Linked DNA regions of Gasterosteus aculeatus: region 1 is linked to region 2. Evidence: chromatin contacts called from public Hi-C data. All regions are on one chromosome and are shown on one strand. Each heading gives the region's core, a stretch centred on a gene start, on an enhancer-like site or on the middle of the called end of the contact. The rest is flanking DNA. Distances are from core to core; before and after follow the strand shown. Region 1 holds the start of p3h1 (prolyl 3-hydroxylase 1). Region 2 holds the start of nucks1a (nuclear casein kinase and cyclin-dependent kinase substrate 1a).

What was found. Hi-C and Micro-C count contacts between places; a contact is called where the count stands out from the background.
Region 1: a Hi-C map of skeletal muscle shows a contact between it and region 2, with 2.8 times the contacts expected there. The contact joins the promoter of p3h1 here to the promoter of nucks1a in region 2. A contact is called at or near these places in 2 of 6 Hi-C or Micro-C datasets (both in skeletal muscle).

Annotation. Positions count from the first base shown.
Region 1 is chr17:18,732,419-18,737,128 of fGasAcu3.hap1.1, reverse strand. p3h1 (prolyl 3-hydroxylase 1) reads left to right here and starts at 3,406. Exons shown (of 15, transcript XM_040203681.2): 1 at 3,406-4,710. The coding sequence starts at 4,372. c17h1orf50 (chromosome 17 C1orf50 homolog) reads right to left here and starts at 2,927. Exons shown (of 5, transcript XM_040203679.2): 1 at 2,721-2,927; 2 at 2,321-2,436; 3 at 2,152-2,238; 4 at 1,703-1,834; 5 at 329-1,343. The coding sequence starts at 2,769. The coding sequence ends at 1,158. ap5b1 (adaptor related protein complex 5 subunit beta 1) reads left to right here. Exons shown (of 3, transcript XM_040203677.2): 3 at 1-357. The coding sequence ends at 18.
Region 2 is chr17:18,554,772-18,559,970 of fGasAcu3.hap1.1, reverse strand. It overlaps nucks1a (nuclear casein kinase and cyclin-dependent kinase substrate 1a), which reads left to right and starts at 2,792. Exons shown (of 8, transcript XM_040204020.2): 1 at 2,792-3,182. The coding sequence starts at 3,166.

The DNA.
Region 1 (4,710 bases), core at 2,157-4,656, 180 kb before region 2:
GGCGACGCCCCCCCGTGATGCAGCGCGGTGGCTCGCTTTTAGAAAAAGATCATTTTAAAAAGCGGACTTTTAAAAAAACAAATCATGAACTCTTTTGTCCCACTTTAATAACTAGTATTGCTCCTTGTATTAAATTGCTGAAGATGTTTCAAAATAAAGTTATTGCATTTTAATTTTCTTGATTAAACAGATGTGTGAATAGATGGTGTCATTTATTTTCCAAAGTTGTAATATCCTCCTGTTGGATGAGGTACTAATACTTAATAGTACTAATAATGATCGTACTAATACCTCTTTAATAAAAGTCAACGGCCTGTGAGACACATGGTTTTTATATGGTTGCTTTTTATTTTTTTATGCTGTTGGAAGCTGTAACATGTTGAAAAGAGAAGCAGAGAAAAGATGTAAACAATGAACAATTCCTTTAAAAAAATCATTGCATAGCAGCAAATGTTATTTGTCAACATAAAACTGCAGACTCTAAATCTTGTCCTCTACTAAATGTAGATGGAACCAGTTGGATAAATTCAAATGGACTGTGTCCACGTGGAGGCTAACCAGTGTGCCACACTGTGTCTTTCTATTAATACGGTGTTCATTTCCATCTGTAGACCCATAAATGTCCCTAAAGTTACCCATAAATAAGGCACACATTTCTAAAGACTAAAGACGAAGATCCTTGGTCGTAATTGGTTTGAATGTTTGATGGTATTGGTTCATGTTTAGTCACGTTCATAAATCCACTGTCTCTTATATCCACCAAACTGTAGTGTCGTTCCTCCTCATCACGTCTGTTCACGTTTCATTGACAGCCTCACTTGTACGTTATCAGTTATTACAAAAAATGTCGACCATTTTTTTTGAACAGCTGTTCATATCTGATTCATGGAGTAAATGCAGAAGAAATATCCCAAATCCCCTCAGCTAAAACCTTCATCAACCAAATCAAAAGCTTTAAACAAATTATTTCCCTGCATTTGTATTTGATAACGCTCATTTACATATTTAAAAGATTTGAGACACCACGACAAACGATTGTTTGGATGTCCGTCACCGTCGGGATCGAGTTTACCCGCTTCTCCTTGAGTCAGTGCGAGACGCTTTGGCTGCATGTGCGGACTCACGTCCATTAAGACTAACTGGTGACCCCCCCCCTCCTACTCAGAGATGCCTCTGAAGTTGGGTCCTGTGTGCGGCGGCAGGGTGGTCTGCTGGCTGAGAAGTTTGTCCATGATGGCAATCTCGGCGTCCCTCTTCTCCACCTGCTCCGCGGGGGTCCAGGACATGTCGTGCTGAAGCTTGAACGCGCCGGTGAAGGCGTGCGGGCAGCTGGGACCCCATTCCTTCAGGAGAGGGAGGGGAGGGGGGAGCAAGGCCACGAGGGTGAGACGGGAAAACGGCCTTTTTCTGACAAAAAAGCTGAATAATTGATACAATTGAATATGCAACTAAAACCACCAAACTTCTGAATGTTTGCAATTCACAAAAATAATTAAAAACTCATTTTTCCCTGTATTTCACAAACTCCATATCGACAAACATACTGCAACCGGTCAAATCCAGCCTTAACCCGCCTGTGTTTTTGTCCACCTGCTCGCTATCGGCTCTCCTCTCAGTCACGTGACCTTTAAACTGTGTTTGTGTTACGTCAACCGTCTGGTTGGTGCACGTTCACGTGCACACGCATCGGTAGAATCCTGACCTTCGGGGAGATGATGGAGAAGTACTGCTGTCCGGAGGGCCGCTGGTAGAGGTAGTACATGTTGCCGGGTTTTTTGACTATGTTGCAGGCAGCGTGGTGGAGGTCGGCATCTCTTTTAGCGTCCTCCAAAACCTGAAAAGAGAGAAGAAATATGAACGCTGGACCCAAAGCCTGTTTTTGTCACAATGTGTCGCGTTAAATGCGGTGTTCGTGTCATAGGGCCACGTTACACCAGATGTAATCAGAGAGATAGTCTTCATCCGCTCTCCTGTCAAAATGTGCATTATTATCAGGAGGGAATCTCGTCAGGTGTGAACATTGGCGTTATGATCACATGACCACTTTGGTTTTGTTGAATAGATCCCACTCCACAAGAATCCATGTTGGGTTGTTTAAACTCATCTATGTTAAGAAAATAGCTGCATGTATTAAGAGTTTTCACCGCTCACCTTCCTCGCCTGTTCCTGCAGGTACCTGATCTGGTCGGCGATGACCGTCAGTTTGTTGCAAGCGTTGGCTTTAGTGAAATCGTCCCCCTAAATAAAAAAAAAAGAATCCAGTCATGGTCGTGTAGAAGCGGAGAGCTTGGAAAGAATCCTCGTAAGTGTCAGTCCGTACCCGCTGTACTTGCGTGGCCAAGGCCACCAGGTCCATGGGGTCTCCCACCCTGGTGGTCTGGTAGGAGCTGACCAGTTCCACCCCGCTGGGGGCGCTGCTGCTCTCAACCAGCGTCACTGTCAAAGGAGAAACACACACGCACGAGTACAGTTACGTCACCATTGTATAACGCATGGTGTGACTTACTGCACGACCACGACAGCTGCTCCTACGACCACTTCTGAACCCATTATGAATAAGAGGAGTGCGGGAAGTGGAGCTGGTTCATCTGAGGGAGTGTAATCCCATTCACAGCGACGGGCAGCTCTGCGAGACACCTTGCGAGGTGATTTTGAGACCGCAGGGACGGTTTGACAGCGTAGACACGTATAACGGCTCGGACGGGACACGCTTCTCTTACCCGTGGTGGTTCTGTCGGGCTGATTCGGGAGGCTGACCGTCCTTTCCATCTTCTTCTTTACCTTTTCACGACAAACGCCTGTCACAGAGGATATTTAAAGCTCCGACTGCTGGTTTCCTAACAGGCTGAATAGTGAATACCTACCTGAGGTTCGACGGGGTCCTAAATCTCCGTCCCATTTTGAACTGATGGTAGACCTAATATGTGCCTGTAAGGAAATAATAAATAAAAAGCTTTGTTGGATATTTTTTTAACGTGATAAATGTATGTTTGCAACGTGAAACATTCCTTTGCAAATGAATTACAATGGGACAATTTTAACAAGTATATTCAATAGTATATTCACATGATTACTCGTGTGAGTTTTCGGGCGCATAAAAACATCCCCGCAACAGAACATTTAAAACGGAGAAGATGTGTCACTGTTGAGAAATCAAAAAAGCAGAGTTGCGATTTCCCTCCATAAAAGCTGTTGGCACACGTTTATTCCATCCGCAGCTGAACACTGCATTAAACCACAGAGGCGCGGGATAAACGCAGAGGCGCATTACATTGACAACAGTCTTGGCTTTAGGTTTCTTGCCATTTCCTTCCATGGTTTCCCCCATGATGCATTGCGCTCACACTTACACAAGTTGGGTTTTTTTCACGATGGGCTAGAAGTATTTCCCATTTTATATTTATTCTTTTTTTTGGGATAACTAAGGTATTATCACAAAGCACATCAGGAAAACGTCCTGCATACTTAACTCAAATAATAGTTAAATATTTGCGAATAAATGTACTTTAATAGTAAAAGTACTAATTTCGTAACATAATGTGATATACGTAAGCAGATGAGAGAGCATTAACTATTCACCACTACTGGTTTGTGCATAAATATTTATATGTATTGCATTTGCAGGTTTCCTGTAACAACAAAATGTGGGACATATATTTTCATCAAAATGTGTAGTATTATTTCACCAAGTAACTATTTATAACATAGTATCAAATAAAATTAAAAATACACTTGCGAGCAGGTCTTTTTTTTACATGTCAATGGTTACATATTCTTCTAAAAGTAGTGGCTTTAGTCATTTGTGCTTGTCTTTATAATACGATAGGCTTCTTCCTACGCAGAAATCCAATACATACTGAGAAAAAACGTATGACATGAACATATTGTTCATATGATGCCAAATGTGCTCTTTTCCCTTTTTTGGCTGTTTTTGATAACTTTGCCAAAAAGTCGCACCATCAGGTTGTTAAAGTCATATTTTCCGGTTTCTATGCAGCTGATCACTGTGGACACTCGAGTTTCTTAAAAAAGCAAAATAAAAATCCCATTTATTGCTCCTAGTTTGAGTTTTATGTGTAATTACATTTAGAAGCGTGGTCCTTGTTGACGATGATATGATATTGCTTCGATTTTTAGTGGGGGGTTTTTTTGTCCGGTTGATGTGATTATTTTACACAGTTCTACTGTAAATGAGAAGTACACATTTAAGTCAAGCTTTATTACATTATTACAACGACCGGGGTCTTCCGGGGGAGGGGGGGCTCGAGTGTGCCAGAACCCCGCCTCCCCGACCAGTGGACACCTCTCCGCCTCCCACCGGCGTCTAACCTCCTGGATCGGGCTGCGGAGCCCCGGCGGGTTTTCAGCATCATGGAGTCCCGCTACGCGCTGCTGCTTTGCTGCCTCTCCCTCGCCGCGTGCGCCTCGCACCCTCTGGAGCCCTTCGACTCCCTCTTCGACACGGCGGTGGAAGCCTACTACAAGGGGGACTGGCTGACGGTGATCCTGAACATGGAGAAGGCGCTGCGGAACAAAGCCACGGTCCGCAGCGTCAAGGCTCAGTGCCGGCTGGGCTGCGCCAACCAGACCGCCTTCGGGGGTCCCTCGTCCGGCCCGGGAGCCGCCGTGCCGGGCGCCGGCTCCGTGGAGGACCTGGGCTTCTTCCAGAAGATCCTCAAGCGGGCCGACTGCGTGAACTCGTGCGAGGCG
Region 2 (5,199 bases), core at 1,543-4,042:
CGTAACTGACATTTTTTAATTGATTCTCTCATTTAGTCAAAAGCAGAAACTCTGGGTTATTACGGTTATGAAGAAGGACAAGGTCCCACACAGTGCGCCGGCTATCGTCCAATAAGCCTCCTATGCGTGGACTATAAAATCCTGACCTCCATCCTGGCTACCAGAACCCCGAAAATATATTAAAAGGAACAAGCAACGTAAGAAGGCCCCTAAATTTACAATCGATAGCGTTAGGAGACAGACAACCTTCAGCGCTCCTCGGCGTGGATGCATTTGACAGAGGTGGCTGGTCGTTCCTGGCACAAACATCGGTAGAGATGGGCCTCAGAGAAGAATTTGTTACACGGATCATCTCGCTTCGAGATCAAAGGCCAGAGTGAACGGTCACAATATCTAGAGGGGGATGCACTGTCACCCTCCCTGTGCCGAGCATCGAGCCCCGAGCAGAAGCTACGCGGCAAAATATACACGGTCAAGGGTTAGTGGATGAAGGTCGATCAGACCATGAAATATTTTGCCGACATTTTTTTTATGAGGACCCCACTTCTCTCCATTCCTGAAGGAATGCGGTGTCCGCACAAATACGGCTCATTATCAGGGTATAAAATGAATGAAAACAATCCAGAGGCGATGATGGTATCAGAGATTTGGCTCACACAATTAAATGAGGCGGTTTCCTTTCACTGGACTAAACAAGGATTTATAAATGTGGGAATTAATATTACAGCTAACCCTGTAACACAGATGTTTCCTGCCAATTACAGACCAGGCCAAGTTAGTCAACCAAACAAAAAATGACCTGACACACTGCCGCTTGTATCTTCTACATGTGTAATAAATTAAACTGTATTAAAGGGCTGCACAACTAGTAGACATGGTGGCATGGATTGGAAACAACCAGGAGACCGGATGGACCACGGTAGAACAAAGCACAGCTAAGGGTATATCCCTCTGCTCTTTATTCAGGTAAAGTCCTTTAATATAATGAAAATGAATGAAAACAAATGGATAAAACACACTGACGATTTTGACAATAATGAATAACTTTTGAAGCACCAAACTCATATGCCACTTATAGTGAACATAGAATCCCCTCCCTCTGTGTGGGATAGTGGATTTAGAAGATGGGCTTAAAATGGGATTAAGGTTTTAAGAGGATCAATCAATTATCAACAAAACAGAACTGAAATCCTTCTCCCAGCTGCAGGAGATATACAGTATAAACTTCCATCAAATGACGTGTGTACGTATCTTCAAATGAGACACTATTACAAACCATAAAGACAGTCAGAAAAAAAAACTGATTTAATTCAATACTGTTTGATTACTAAAAAATAGCTGACACTTCACAAAATACAAGGAAGATCAAGGAAAAGTGGGAATTGGAATAAAATGTTTTAATTGAAGCTAAAAGAGATTTGTGCAACAAATGTCATAAAGGAATCAATATCAAATTGTGGAAAGAATTTGACTGGAAAATAAAATCCATATATTTCAATTGACCTCTTATTATCTCTTCATATGTGAAGGATCCATCGGCTTCATTAGGTTGGAGAAAAGGGTTTTGGAAAAGTATCAAAGCAGAAATCAATTTTAGAATTGAAGTGGAGCGGTCTCTTTTCCGGAAGACTTATGAGACAACAGTCTGAGGTACGTGCTCTTTTAATGATTGCTAGGAAAATGATAGTATGAACTGAAGGAATGCAAAACCACCAACCATAACCCACAGAGTCCGTTGACGTGGATGGTTGTGCACACGTAGATTGAACGCGCGTTTATTAGAATTTGTCGGTGTACATATGCACCTATGTAAAGGTTAGCATTTATACTCGCTACAAGAAAACCAAACTATTGATACTAAAATTACTGTTTGGATTATTTATTATGTTTATTTGAATGTCGATCATTGTTGTGTTGAAAATGCAAAATAAATAAAAAGTTTTAAAAAGATCTGAGCAATCAAGCATTGACTTGTGATCAACAGTGTTTGTTGATTCGAGAAAGGAAGGGAAAGTAATGAATTTGAAAATTTGCAATTTGTGCACGGCACACTTTTGACACATTTGATAGAGACAAAGTTTCAGGGGGGAAAGTTATCCAGCATTTTCAAGTAAAAAGACTGCAGGTAAATCGAGTTGCAAGTCCTTTTTGAAATTTTCATCAGAGATTAATCTGTGACAAAACAGCAGCATGCTGCTTTGTTCAGATGTGAATATTTTAAAAGACGTTCGCCATAGACTGTGTGCCGACAAATCCATGTGGTCACGATTTGAAGAACCAGGTTTACAGTGCTGTACATGAATTATCATGTTCAAAAACTTCTCTGTTCTACCCTAACAGCATTGAACGCACGATGAGTTTGTGAAGCCCACTTGATTGCATGAACTCTTATCAGCAATATGAGGTATGTCATTTGTAGACTTTACAGCTTGTAGTGCTATGCATCGGTATTCTACCTGCATCTCATGTTGCAGCGTGCTGCCAGGTGGGCAGATCAGGGTTAGCCTAAGTAGCAGCAAAACCACAGTCAACCTGATTACTGAAACATTTATGATAATTTCATACATAGGATGACTGTGCACAAAGCTGTAATTAATTAATGTTGCTTTGTGGTCTTTGGGGAGCCACAGGAATACATGTTTGCATCCAACCGGAGGGCCTCTTTTTGTTTTCTTAACAGTGAGGCATCAACCGAGCCTGCTGTAACGGAGGCGGGGAAACAAAATGCTAACATCGTTCTGACGTGCAGCCAAAGTAGCCAATGCAAAGCACGGTCGTCGTTCAAACCGGCCAATGGGAGGAGCGGAGCACCGCGGTGCACGGGGGGGCGGGGCGGGGCTTGTCCTCGAGGAACCCACCCCTCGAGGCCACGAGGTTTGGTTGCACACGGGCTGCAGTTTCAGTTTGTTTTATTCACCATTTTGAGTAGCTGAGGGTAAAAAAAAAATTTTTTAAAGAAGATTTGCGTTTGGCGGACGAGACGCCTCCGTACTTTTATTTTCACGCGCTAGCTCGGACGGCGGAGTTGTGCGCCAAGCTCGCTCCCGTCGGTGTTTTGCAGAGCGGGAACCGATATATACATTCTTTGCCTGTGCTGCTGCTGCTTCTCCTCCCCCCCCTCCCTCTTCTTTCTTACATCCCTAACCTCTACAGTATTCCTGCAAAATGTCAAGACCAGTGAGGTAGGTGTGCCAAATATGTCCTCCGCTCTGCGTAACGCTAGTTACGGACACCGCGCTGCCAGGCTCCGCCGATAGCGCGCACGCCTCGTCCATGCTGCGTGGATTTGAATGAGCTGCGAATGTGTTTGTTTCATGAAAAAATAATGGGAATTTGTGCGCGCGTGCGGCTCGCTGCTCGCGTGCAACATGGAGCCCGGCGGCGTGGATGGTTCGCCATGTCTCGTTGAGAAACGCGCCGTGTCGTGTCTCCCTTGCCTTTTTTATTATTTTATTTATTTTTTATTTTTTAAGAATCCATGGTGTGCTTTGTTGGCCGCTATGTAGGCCGAACGGGGGGGGGGGGAACAGGCGGTGTGATTTTAACCAGCTAACGTTTTACGACTCTCACGCCAGGCCCTGGTACTATTTTTCCCTCTCTGGCTTGAGAATAAGAATATGGCGACCCCATTCATCCAGGGGAGGCTCCAAAAAAAACGCCAACACCCCCCCCCACCCCCTCCACTCACCAACGGCGAATGTCGAGAAAGAAAAGCGCCGGAGGAGGCGGCGTCCGGCCTCGGGATTTGATCCGGTTGCCGCGCAGACTCGGTTAGTCGGTAGTCTACCTATTGCACATTAAGGGCATTTTGGTCGGCTCGACGCGAGAAGGCGTGTTGGTCAGTGAGAATGTCGCGTAGCGGCTCTTGCGTTTTCACTCCCGCCGTTAAATAATCGCCGCTGGTTGGTGTCAGAGGAAGGCGCAGAACTAATTCAACCACCCGCCACGCGTCGTTACAACGCGTGAAGTATTCACAGCCCCTTTTAATACAAATGATATACGGCCTTTAACTTGAAATCGGAGTCATTTTTATGCTCTCGCCTTGAAATCTCGCGAGATTTTGTAATCTCATTGGTGGCGTTTTAAAAAAGGAATCGCTCCGGTTCTTGAAGTGAATCGAGCTTTTGGGGGGAATTAGATGAGCCCCCGTGCGCTGCATTCATTTATAAAGGGTGGAAAGAGGCGTAATTCATGTGCTCTTAATGTTATTAATGCATTTGGGACCACGAAAGGACCCTCCCCGTTGATATCTCTAACACAACTATGGTTACATCATCAAAAGTACTTTTTAATCTTTAAAAAACACACCAACCTCCTCTCAGATGTCATTTCTGTTCGTTTTCGACAATATTGCATGCAGAAATAGGTCATTTGAAAAGGCCAACATGTGGAGGGGAGAAATGGCTCCCTCAGTGGGCAAAGCCATCCGGTCCAACGGAGGTAGCTTTGATTTAAACACAAACCGCACTCACATACCATCTGTGGATACTGACAATGTTAAGACTGTGTATTTGTCTCCACAAATGTGAAATAGTCAACACTTGTTGGACCTGATGGTGCACATTGTCTGCCAAAACACGTATTCTTTTGGTGCTTTACGGTAGTTCAGACAGACAACAGCATGCGTGAGAAGAAGGAACTCGCTGCCGGGTCATTCGCCTTAATTAGACTTGATGCTGCATGTATGTAGAAAGAATGCTGGATGTGCTCCCTTTGAAATTTACTTCTAGGGTTTGACTGGAAAGACTCGCTCAGACAGATTCAATGTAAAGTGTGTGTGGTATTAATAAAACATATATGTCAGCTATGGCATGATTTCAGGTTGTTGTCGTATTAATAATAAAAAACCCTCCCAGATTTCTCAGCCTCAAGTTGACCCTGAATGCACATTAACAAAACCTTTTTATAGAAGCGGAAATTTGCCATTTTCATGTGAATGTAGTTCATTCCTCACTGTGTGCAGCAGTGAACGAACACGCCGGGCCCAGTGCTACAGCGCCGGTTCTTTAAATGTGGCGGTGTGTGCAAAGACGACGGTCAACAGAGAAGTTCTGGTTTCAGATGACTACATATCCTAATGCAGCAGCCTACCCGCCGTTGACCAATCATCATCCCCGCTGCAACGTTGAGCGAAAAGGTTAAATCCGCCGCTGCAGCCGCCGGACGGGCAGAGGACATCTGTCTTTGCGCGTTTCTGTG